Linked DNA regions of Mus musculus: all the other regions are linked to region 4. The links are chromatin contacts, called in public Hi-C and promoter capture Hi-C maps. All regions are on one chromosome and are shown on one strand. The core of a region is the stretch at or near the end of the contact, and the rest is flanking DNA. Distances in the headings are between cores, read along the strand shown. Region 1 holds the start of Depdc7 (DEP domain containing 7). Region 2 overlaps Tcp11l1 (t-complex 11 like 1). Region 3 overlaps Cstf3 (cleavage stimulation factor, 3' pre-RNA, subunit 3). Region 4 holds the start of Hipk3 (homeodomain interacting protein kinase 3).

Region 1 (2,700 bases), core at 52-2,551, 250 kb before region 4:
GCAAGAGCTGTACCTGCTGAATCGTCTCTCTAGCCCCCGCCCCCCAGTTAGCGTTTCTTCTAGGCCCTGCCCCATAGTTACCTGGCAACAGCCAGGTATGCCTGCCTGACTCACTGTAAAAGGGGCTGCTTGACGCCTCCTCACTCTCTTACCTACCATCTTACACTCTTCCCTCTCTGTCCCTCCCCTCCCCTCCCCTCCCCTCCCTCCCCTCCCCTCCCCTCCCCTCCCCTCTCTCTCCCTTACCCTCTTAACTCCTCCCCAAACTCTATTCTATACTATACTCCTTGTGTGACTGGTATCTCAGGGGGAACGGATACCTCAGCATGGGCCTGCAGAGGAACCATTCTACCACAACATACCACGCCTCCACCAAGCATATCCCTTCCTTCTTTTTTATAAAACACAACACCCCCCAAAAGAGGTAGAAATCTATAGAAAGGGCAACAGTTGCGAACAAATGCCTTTATTCCCACTCAGGAGATAGAGGTAGCCAGAGATTTTCGAGTTCGTGGCTAGCCTATTCTACAGAGCAAATTCTAGGACCGCCAGGGTATATAGAAAGACCCTGACTTTATTCAAAAGAAGAAGGGAGGGGACGGTCATGCATCCGTCAGCTAGGTTAATGATCTCCAACATCATTCAACCTTGCCGACTTAACCCAGCACTGGGTCCCTGGTTTCTCTACCTCAATTACCCAAGAAACTGAAGCGCTCCCAGCAGCAACCCTCTCTCCTTCCCCCTCCAGTTTGTTCTTCCATGCTCCCCTTCCCGGTGCTCACCAGACCCAGGGTTAATTTAGAATCAACACAGATTTCCTTGGCAGGAAGCCCCATGATCTTTGTTGTTGCGGTCCTCTGACCTCTAGACATTGCTCTCCTAGGCTAGATAAGGTTTTGTTTGTTCTTTAGAGGGACAGGAAGGAAAAAAACTCCAAGTATTTATTATCCTGACACACTTGGGAGCATTTATGGTCCAAATACGAATTGCTAAATGTCGGTTCAGGTAATTCTCATTAAAAGCCCAGCCAACCTGGTCCTAATACTAGCAGGTGAGAGCAGAAAGCACTGAGACCTGGAGCAATAAGACTCCGGTTGGAGCGAGGGCAGATCCTGGAGGGACACCTTGGGACTCAGCGGGTCTAGCCCCGGGCTAGTACCGACTAGCACTGGAAAAGCCATGCCTAAGTACTTTCTACCTGGACACCGCCCGCCTGGAGCTGCCTGGGGCGTTTTGGAGCGCAGAGGCTTGGAGCCAGTCTGTGAAACACGTGATCGCCAGGGGCGGAGCCCGCCGGGAGCCCCGCTCCCCGGGAGTTAACCCGAGGCTTCGGCGCGGGCGCGCAGTCTGTGGAGCAGCGGCAGCAGCGGCGGCGCGGGCACGGAGTCCAGCCCGCCGCTGACATGGCCACGGTTCGAGAGAAGGCGGCGGCGCTGAACCTGTCGGCTCTGCACAGCCCTGCACAGAGACCTCCGGGTGGGTCGGAGGGCCGCGGCAGCGTGGGGCGGGCGCGGGCTGTGGGCGGGCGGTGCGCTCCGCGGGCTGCGCGGCCGCGAGGATCCGCTTTCTCCTCCTGGGTGGGCAGCCGGCCACGGGCCACGGGCCACGGACCCCGCCGCAGCCAGAGCTCGGCGTTTTAGGAACTTTACCAAACTTCGCTCGCAGTGGGGGTTAGGCTCCACAGCCTGACTTGTGACACGCGCGGAATTTTGAATAGTTTCCTGGCCAGCGTCTGGAGAACGAACTCTTGACTGCATGGTGGGATCAGAGGTCGGTGGCTCCCAGACTCAGGAGATGAAGTAATATTGTGTAAATTTAACACTTTCGCTACAAGCAATGTTTCAGTGAAGCCCCCATCACCCCCCCCCAACCCCTGATCTGATAGTTACATGACTTTGGGAGACAAATGTATTGAATCATTGAGGGCGGGTGTAAGATCTTTGACCCGAATCCGATAATCCGTTCTAAAATTCTGACTCTTAATTCTGCAAATAAGGAGATATTTGGATTTGTTTGGATAAGGTGCCACCTTTCCCCCTTTCTGGAACTGCGGGATAGAGAGCTGGAGAAATTGGCTCTCTACCAAAGCTTTTCATTTGTAAAATGCCAACTTGCGGAAACAGTGATTCCTTCCCCTAGGTCAGAAAAGTGTATCTCAGTGGTCCCAGCTATTGTGTTTGACTGACTTTACTAATCAATGCTCCACATAATCTCCAAGATCTTAATGATGAATTTTGCTAGAGAACTGCTTTCTCGGTACAGATTATAAAAGCGGCCTATAGTCCAGCTGTAGAGGTGTAAGCCCTCAGTCCTACACTGGGGAGGCAGAGAGAGGTAAGGCCTCTGAGTTCCAAGTCAGCTCTACACAGAAAGTTCCAAACCAAACAGTTAAAAAATGAGACTGTCTCAAAAAACAAAACAAAACAAAAAAAACCCCAGCAAACAAGATCTGACCACTTACTGCTCTCACCTAACAGGCTCTGATCACTTTATCACTTGACATGGCACTGGAAATTGTTGATAGCTTTAGGCTCTCTCTGGTAAATGGGATTCCCAAATTCACCTACTTTAACTCGGAAGGTCTTTCCTAACAGCTGAAATGTCAGTTCTGGGCTCTGGACATTTGTGAACAGGTTTTTAGGTGGTGAGAGGGAATGCATTTTAAAACTGGGTAGCTAGCTGACTCACTGTGGGAAGGTT
Region 2 (2,747 bases), core at 89-2,588, 190 kb before region 4:
TGATGACAAATCTCTGTTAATTAGCTTTTCTCCTGCTGATCGGAACGGCAGGGAGTGTCACTTTGCCTCTTTCCTTATTCATAACTCAGAATTCACAACCAGGAAAGGGCAGCTTTCACAGCTTGGTGGTGGTGTATGGTTAGTGGGGTTTTTTGTTTGTTTGGTTGGTTGGTTGGTTGTTTTTTTGTGTTTGTTTCTGTGTCAGGGTCTCAAAATACTTACAGCTCTGGGTAGAGTGCACATTGCCTTTCCCGTGGCAGGATTAAGGCTTGCACCACCATACCCAGCTTTTGTTTTGTTTTTGAGACCAGGTCTTGTTCTGCAGCCCAGGTGGCCTGGTGTTCATTGTGAAATCCAGGCTGGCCTTAAACTATGACAGTCTTTCTGTCTTTGCTTCCCCAAGTGCTGGGAAGAAAATTTCATTTTTACAAGCCTCGCGTGACTTCAGGTAAACAACTGACTGAGTCTAGTATAGCTGTGTTTGTAGGCTGCTTCCAGGTGCCATGCGGTGGTGCATTTCAGGTAGCATAGCTTTGCTGATGAGATGGGAATGGCAGTCTGAATAGATCTTGTTGCCTGACCAGGTTGGTTAACTCAGTGGCCATGGAAGGAAGTTAATTCCTGCAGCCTTATATGGAAGCTTGGGGCTGGGAGGAATGGAAAGAGGGGAGAGTAGAAGTAGTGGGCGAAGATTGGCTGACACATTTCAGTTTGTCTGGGGTCACGGTCTTCTAGGCTAAAGAGCGTGGCAGAGTCAGGTGCCAGAAGCTCAGCTGCCCTGAAAGAATCGTTGCTGCGTAGGAGCCTACCTAGAGACATCACAGTCACTTGTCCACCTCTCCAAGGTTTCCAAAGCCTGAATGCCACAGAGAAAGCCTGTCTCTAGAAGGCTGTATATCAGCAGTCAGGACCAAATTGAGAACTTTGTGAGGAGAACAGAGGTGCAGCACCAGGGAGGAGCTGACAGTGGCTGAAACCCCAGCTCCTGCTTGGTTTGAAGGAGCTTCCACCAGGGCTGCACCTCTCTCAAGGAGCACTTTCTACTCAGAATGTGGAGGACACTGGTGTTCTGATAGGTACCTATGTGTTACTAAGGAAAGCAGAGGGGACATAAAGGCCACTGAAAGCCATCTGAGGGCCCCGTTGACATGCTCCCACTGCGTGAGTCACACCAGAAACAAGGCTAGCCCTCGGTGTAAATGCTTTGCTAAACAAAGGGACTCCAGCTGGTGTCTTGTCCTGTTTGTCTGTGAGCCAGAACTTTTAGCATCCCTCCGAGCTGCAGTCAATCTGGTCTTCCAGCCACCTCGAATGTGCTCACTACTAGAGAAAAGAGTAGGTAGGAAGGAAGCAGGCCAGGCCAGGCCAGGTTCTCGCAATGTCAGCCGTGAGGCAGGTGTCATGCATTTCTTTATGACAGGAATCTTCTGTTGAGATTTGTCTGAGGTCACGAAGCTATCGAAAAGCAATATGGTGATTTGGATTCAGTCTGTGGGTTTCAAAGTTCATTCTCTACCTTGAATTTCACTGGAGAAACTCTCTTCATTAAGGTAATTCCAAGAAGTGTCCCTGCAAATGTCAGGGTGATGAGTGTAGCCCTGTTTTCCAGACTCCCTGGACTTTGCCACACAGTGGCTGGAAGAGGCCACAAATGACCTTTTGAGTCAGAAGTACAAACATGCCCTGCCAGCTGGGGGAGGCGCTGCTGGCTCTGGGGATGCCCCACTCCTGACCCCTGTTTCTGTCCAGAATTTCGCCTACCTGAAGCTTCTGAAATGGGACCACTTCCAGAGACCTTTCCCTGAGGTAGGTGCTGTGGGCACCTTAGCCATTCACACGCTGTCTCAAGGGGCACAGTTGGTTTTTTGTTGTTGTTTTTTTTAAAGACTCTTATTGTTCTAGCACATATGTGTACATTCTACATATGAGAAAATATGCAATGTGGTCCTTCTTTTCCATTCCCACATCATTCTCTCTTGTTCTCCTCCCTTTGTGTTTTTGAGACAGGGGTTTTCCATGTACCCTTGGCTGTCCTGGAGCTTGCTATGCATTCCTGGGTAGTCTTGAACTTGTGGAGATCTGCCTGTCCTTTCCTCCTTAGCATGTGTCACTCCGTGCTTTCTGGTATATTTTCAGACTTATACAGTCCCCCTGGCAGCATCGTTAGCCAGCGGACTTTTCTCCTCCTTTCAGTTCTGCTTTCCATATTTGTCTGTTCTGGATAGTTCTTATTGTTTGTTGTTTGTTTGTTTTTTAAGATTATTTAATGTATATGAGTACACTGTTTTTATTCAATTTGTCATGATTTTTTTTTTAAAGAAAAGATGTGTATGGGTGTTGCACATCCTTAATTTCTGAGTTCAAGGCCAACCTGGTCTACAAAGTGAGTTCTGGAGATAGTTCAGACAGAGAAATCCTGTCTCGAAAAAACAAAAACAAAAAACCAAAAATAAATAAATAAATAAATAAATAAATAAATAAAATAAAAAACCATAAAAACAAACAAACAAGCAAACAAAAAACCCTGGTTTTGTTTCACAGCTTGCTCTCCAGAAACTTCTGCCACTCCCACGGTGAGCATTATCCTAAGCAGGTCTAGCTGCAGGAACCATTCAAGAGGATGACTAATGAGGGGTTCCCCACTTCTCTGGCAGAAACTAAGCTGGTGTGTGGCTTCCTCTGTCTTCTTTGAGAGCACTTGTTCCTTTTTTCAGCTTCAGACCTGCAGCTTCTGTAAACGTCTCTGT
Region 3 (2,727 bases), core at 112-2,611, 170 kb before region 4:
TACAATCATAAGCCATCCAGTTTTTAAAATAAAACTGTGGAAAACTTACAAATCTTCAAGTGGCACATACAAGACACCCTTGAAAAGGAACAAGATGTGGCGTTGTCATTTTGTACTGTTATTTAAAACCTAATCTTGCTTAGAGGATAGGTCTGCTCCAAATTCAAAATCCACACAGGCTTGGGTTTTTTCTCAAGAACCATATGACAGAGGCACCAATGACAATACAACTTTGTTTCCAAAACCTTGTAACAAAGTGTTGTCTCTTTAAAACATATGACTTAAGAGGCAAAACAGGAGTCCTGGGTAAGAGTTTTTCTCTCAGAGGCAGGTAGGTTTAAGCCGACTCATCGTATTCGCTTCTGCTGCCGTGCTCTGTAAATGTCATGAACAGGGGGGACTACAGCCCCCTTTTCTTCATCTTCGTCTGAATCCTCGTTGGGCCTTTTGACAGCCTTAGTCAGTACAGCACTACTTTCCACTGGGCCGTTGCCTTCCACAGCCAGCTCTGGGGCCCCACCAGTGATGATCCTCACGGCTTCCTCAACAGCTGTTGGGATGGAGCAAAAAGAACATCGCTTACGACGATGCTACTATAGAAGAGTGCTCTGCCCATTCCATAGCCTGTCAGCAAGCATGGAATGGTGTTGCTGCTACTAAGTTACAGCTGCCATTAAAACCGAGAAAATGCTAAGACAGATTAGACAGTGCACCACCACACGTGCCAGGATTCTGATTGTGTGTTACCAGAGTATATGCCCACACTGCAGAAGGCCCAGCTTACTCCAGGCTGTTCCTGCACCTCTGTAGACTGGATACTTGGCTTTAGAGACTTTGCTGAAGAGAACAATCCTTTCTCTCTGGGAAACAATGTAGATTCCGCAGTGAAAATGAGCTTCTGTTACTTACTGTTTGGTATCTTGCATCTTCGGAAAATTTCCATCAGCTCATCCACTTGTACAAAAGGACCCTATCATGACACGAGTACATTTCAGCTCAGTTACCTGACAAGTTCACTGTTGTACCTCCCACTATACAAAAACAACAACAAAAACCCATATAATTACTGCGACCCAGAGAACCAGTGTGTACAATGAACAAACCTGGAAGCAGATAGGAGGTGGGAGCAGTTTCATCAAAACAACAGCGGCAGGAGGCACTGGAAACACTCCACCGGGGACAGGGTGCAAGCCTGGAGCTGAGGGAGAAAGCAGGCATGAAACATGGGCACAGTTTCTATGTGAGAAAGCTGAAGTCAAGTGACCTGCACACAACTTTCTATGTCCCTGCCGCTCCCTTCTGAACACATACAAAGGGCTGTAGTGCTTTAACCAAGTGACCAAATGAAATAGGCCGGACAGGAAATTCAGTGTCAGTCTTAGGTCACTGGGAATCAGACAAGTGACTTCATGTAAAGCCAGCCAGGTCTGCTCTAAAAGACATTTTTGTTTACTACTTTTGAGTTACAGTGTTTAGTAATCCTGTTTGAAGTCACTTGTTCAAAAGCACATTTAATCAAAAGGGTCTTGTTCAAAGAGGACCTAGAGGGGCTACTAACCACTCACAACTGCAGTGAGTTTCCAGTTGGTCGAGTACTCTGCACACTGCAGCATGTGTGAAATGGGCAACTGAGGTCTGCAGTGTTCAGAGGCTTGGGTTGATTGGTTTTTTAAACATTCTTAGTGTTTGCAGTTCAAAGATTACTGTCAACTCACTGTGACCCCAAGTCTAATAGTTAACTTACAGTGGAAAAGGCCAGGTTACTTCCCTCCCACACCTTGGATTGAAATCAAACGAACGTCTGAGTTCTGGATCTTACGTGCTAAATGTCGTGGCTGAAATGGAATCATCTGCTGAGTGTCTGGCTTAGGGTACTCAGGTTTTCTATCCACTTCATCTTTCAGAACAGGCACTATGGAAGGAGCTACAACTGGGTCTGGAATTATAGCAGCTAGCTTAGCACGGGAGACATCCTGAAAATGCAGAACAGAAGAATCCTAAACCTGAAAAGGGTCTTACAGAGCATTGTGCAGTTCCACAATCTTGAGGATACAGTAGGAATAATTGGGTTATAAGCACAGGAAGGATGGAGAAGGAGAAAGGAAATCTCATGATGATAAAGATTGTTCAACACAACAAGGGAAGCCATTCACTTTGAAGGTTGCATTTTAAAAATTTACCTCAACCCCAGCTAAGAATCACTAGACTGTCTCCAGGCAGGATCATTGCAAGATAGATACAAGACTTTGTGAAAAGAGTTGTAAGAATGGCACCAAGAAGAGAGTGGGGTGATGTGAAGGAAAAGGTTTAGACTTGTTTGTTCGAGACAGGGTCTCATTTTGTAGCCCTAGCTGTTCTGGAACTCAGCTGGCCTCAAACTTACAGAGACCAGCCGCCTCTGTCTTCCCACTGCTGGGATTAAAGGCACCTCTCACCATGCCCAGCTAAGATAAAGCTTTGCTTTTTGATACTTTCCTTCCACTGGATTAACATCTCAGTAAAAGCGAAAAGCCTGGGTTAAGTGAGATTCTTGCTTCATGAAAGCCAAGATGGGGATCACTAGCACTGCACTGGCTCACAGCAGTTCGCTAATGCAGTGAACATCCTTCCAATGTACAGGAGAAAAGAAACATATCTTGAACATATATTCTTAGCCAGATTGTATTCACTCTTTGAGGAAATCAGTAACATTCCTAGCATGGACTGGAGCTTAAAAGAAGATCTCAC
Region 4 (2,700 bases), core at 126-2,625:
AAGAAATCCAATGTAAATGCTAAAGAATAAAGAATGGCTCCGACATTGCCCTCCTTTTGGATGTAGAGGGTAATCTCGAGCCTCTTCCGGTTCTGTCCATCTACCCGGCGCTGGCAATAGAGACTTGCATCACTGTGGCCATCTCATGCATACACCTTTTCTAAAAATCAGTCATTAGCTTTTCTACTTTAGTCTTCACTGTACTCCTATCTTGAAGAAAACACTGGTCACTGGAAAAAGGATTATCAGTGGCCTCGAGGGGATACCCTTTCCCCCTTTAAAGACATTCTACACAGTCCTAGTTTGAAAGGCAATAGGTAAAGGACTAGTATCTACCCAGCGAGTTGACCCTCCCTTTAGCCCCAGCTGCTGCAATGGAGAATATGTGTGGAGAAATAACATCGGCAAGCTCAGTCCTTCTAGTAAAGGAAGAAAGCAAAGGACATCTCCATTATAGAGACAGAGGTGCTTGCGTTGCGGAAACGTTAAATATTAGTTTAGAACCCAGACGAAACAGGTGGCAAAATAGGTTTACTGAATGATGGGTTGCTTCGAAGATAGATGCTTTCTGGAGAGATAGATGGAGGGGAGAGGGGTGGAGACTAAAGCTTTGCTCTTTAACCTTGCTCACGTCATCGAAACTTGTCTAAACCCTTGTCTTAGCATAAGAGTTTGGACTATGCATCAGTAAGATTCTTTCATCTCAAATTCCATGGTTCTATGGTTACGTGGGTGGAAATGGACCATTCTGTCGATTTCCTAGTTTCCAGGAGCGAAGAAACTAGCTTGGGTGTGGAACTAACTCGATGGAGAATTATCAACGTAGAGGTGGGCAGCTTCTCAACCACTGTGGTGGTGCACTTGGAAAACTTCCAAGAGAGTCCGTCCCTCATTCTTTGACGTGGTGTGACAAGTCTCCTGCTGTTTTGGAATGGGGGAGCGAGAAGGACCTATTTTAGGCTTAGATTATTCATTCTCTTTCTGCGTTTTTAGACTCCTAAGATGCCAAGAAACAGATTCTAAAGGGGTGGGAAGAGAATTAGGATGGGGTAACCTGGAAAGGCCTGTGGAATCCTGCTTCCGCATCTGAACCCCTTTGGGTATTAGGATTGTCCCTTAAATGTGTATTTTTGGGCCCGGAGTCAGGTTCAGAACTGCAGAGGAGGGCTGACGGAAGCCGTTCCTCTTGGAGGGGATGGCGTGAGAGCTCAGGGTTGGATCCGCGCGGGCCGCCTGGCGGGCTGCGAGCGTCAAGGGCGCGGCTGCAGGCGGACCCTGGGGAGGGGCTTCGCGGAGGCGCCGCGGCCCTACCCGAGCGGGGCCGCCCGGGCTCGGCGCTCAGAGCGGCCGAGCGGGCGGTGGCGCTGCGGAGGCGGCGGCCGAGGCCGGCGGGCGCGCGGAGGAGGGGCCCGATATCGGGGCGGCCTGCCGCAGCTGCCCGGGTGACGACTGCCGGCAGCGCGGCGCCCCGAGGAGTCCGAGCCGCAGGCCCCGGGCGACGCGGCCTCGCAAGCAGCCCTCGTCCTCGTCTCAACTCCGGGGAAATGGGCCCTCAGCACCGCGGGCCCTGCATCCCTTGTTGCCCGTAGGCCCCGGTGGCCCGCCGGCTTGTCACTGCCCCTCTCCCCAGTCGAGCGGTCCCCACCCCAGGTCCCCGGGAAGGAAGATGAGGGAGACGGGCCCGGCGATCGGCAGCCAGAGAAGCAGCAGCAGCGGTCGGGGGAGGGTGTTTCGCCGTTTCCTCTCAGCCGCCAGGACAAGATGGCAGCGGCCGCCGAGAGGGGCTGAGCCCCGGCTGGGTGGCGCCGCCTGCTGAAGCGCTTGGCTCCGGGTCCCCGCACGGCCCCCGCGACCCACCCCGGACATGCTCAGGGCTGCGGCCGCCCGAAGCGGGGAGAGCGCGGGCCTCTAGGAAGGTAAGGAAGCCAGGCAAGGGCGGGTAGCTCGGCGCCGTCGCGGGGCCTCGGGGGCCGGGGGAACCCTCGGAGCGACGGCTCTCCGTTCCCGCCCGGTTGTCCAGTGCGGCCGGCCCGGGCGGTTCCCGAAGGCCGGCGCCAAGCCAGGCCCGAGGAGGCCGTACGCGGGGACTGCGCGTGCTTTCCGCGCGCGCTTGGCGCAGCCTCCGGGAAGCCGCCCTGGCCGCGCCGGGCTGTCCGGGCCTTCCCCCAAGCCTAGGTTGCGCAACGGCTCTTCCCAGCAACCGAAGTTTTGTTTGGTCCCACGGGGGCCCCCCGTTTCGGCTCGGCGGCTCTAGGCCGTCACTACGGAGACCTCGTTCCTTTCATTGATGGGAGCGAAGACCAACGTGCACGCACGCCGCCGCCGGAGCGCCCAGCCCCGTGGCTGCGCCGCGGAGGCTTGGTGGCCCTGTCACCGGCGTCGCGGGGCGGCGGGTTTGGAGGGTGTCAACTCTGGAGACGTGCGTGCGTGTGATTGTTGGGGAGGAGAAATGTGATCCGAGGCTTCGCGTCCCCAGCGGCGGCGGGAGGAAGGCGTGGCGGCCGCGCGGCGGGGCTGTTGCCGGCTTCTCTCGTTACGGCGGCGGCGGCCCTCTTCCCTTCGCGCTGTGGGGAGACCAGCGGAAAGGACTCGGGACCAGAATGTCTGTTTTCCTGTCTGGGGGGAGACGGCTGTTGTAAAATGGTATGTGGATCTTGGGGGAAGCCTGTTGTTTCCCAGTCTTATCTGTGCTGGAGGAAT

What was found. Promoter capture Hi-C pulls out the DNA fragments that hold promoters and counts their contacts. Hi-C and Micro-C count contacts between places; a contact is called where the count stands out from the background.
Region 1: a contact with region 4 is called in a promoter capture Hi-C map of liver. The contact joins the promoter of Depdc7 here to the promoter of Hipk3 in region 4. A contact is called at or near these places in 18 of 39 promoter capture datasets (the 3T3-L1 cell line, 3T3-L1-derived adipocytes, the C10 cell line and 10 more), 7 of 484 Hi-C or Micro-C datasets (LSK cells, embryonic stem cells and liver), 4 of 115 datasets of contacts at active chromatin or transcription factors (bone marrow-derived macrophages, embryonic stem cells, extraembryonic endoderm stem cells and 1 more) and 1 of 9 other capture datasets (adipose tissue).
Region 2: a contact with region 4 is called in a promoter capture Hi-C map of the HPC-7 cell line, with 2.0 times the contacts expected there. The contact joins the enhancer-like site here to the promoter of Hipk3 in region 4. A contact is called at or near these places in 4 of 39 promoter capture datasets (3T3-L1-derived adipocytes, the C10 cell line, the HPC-7 cell line and 1 more), 2 of 115 datasets of contacts at active chromatin or transcription factors (bone marrow-derived macrophages and pancreatic cancer cells) and 2 of 9 other capture datasets (liver and pancreatic islet).
Region 3: a Hi-C map of liver shows a contact between it and region 4, with 1.8 times the contacts expected there. The contact joins the enhancer-like site here to the promoter of Hipk3 in region 4. A contact is called at or near these places in 2 of 39 promoter capture datasets (both in liver), 2 of 484 Hi-C or Micro-C datasets (liver and nephron progenitors), 1 of 115 datasets of contacts at active chromatin or transcription factors (bone marrow-derived macrophages) and 3 of 9 other capture datasets (adipose tissue, liver and pancreatic islet).

The regions. Positions count from the first base shown.
Region 1 is chr2:104,741,458-104,744,157 of GRCm38.p6, reverse strand. Depdc7 (DEP domain containing 7) reads left to right here and starts at 1,301. Exons shown (of 9, transcript NM_144804.2): 1 at 1,301-1,476. The coding sequence starts at 1,404.
Region 2 is chr2:104,687,437-104,690,183 of GRCm38.p6, reverse strand. Tcp11l1 (t-complex 11 like 1) reads left to right here. Exons shown (of 10, transcript NM_177190.5): 7 at 1,610-1,806. Among named protein-coding and RNA genes, the nearest start is that of Gm6306, 21 kb to the left of the region's middle. Within about 2 kb of position 1,338, at least 37 of the 459 cell types and tissues checked have an H3K27ac peak or open chromatin away from gene starts, as enhancers often do. A contact at or near this core is called in the HPC-7 cell line, bone marrow-derived macrophages, liver and 1 more, where this site is marked.
Region 3 is chr2:104,662,540-104,665,266 of GRCm38.p6, reverse strand. It overlaps Cstf3 (cleavage stimulation factor, 3' pre-RNA, subunit 3), which reads right to left. Exons shown (of 21, transcript NM_145529.3): 18 at 1,820-1,973; 19 at 1,104-1,198; 20 at 910-970; 21 at 1-550. The coding sequence ends at 348. Among named protein-coding and RNA genes, the nearest start is that of Gm6306, 46 kb to the left of the region's middle. Within about 2 kb of position 1,361, at least 6 of the 459 cell types and tissues checked have an H3K27ac peak or open chromatin away from gene starts, as enhancers often do. A contact at or near this core is called in liver, where this site is marked.
Region 4 is chr2:104,493,164-104,495,863 of GRCm38.p6, reverse strand. It overlaps Hipk3 (homeodomain interacting protein kinase 3), which reads left to right and starts at 1,375. Exons shown (of 16, transcript NM_010434.2): 1 at 1,375-1,916.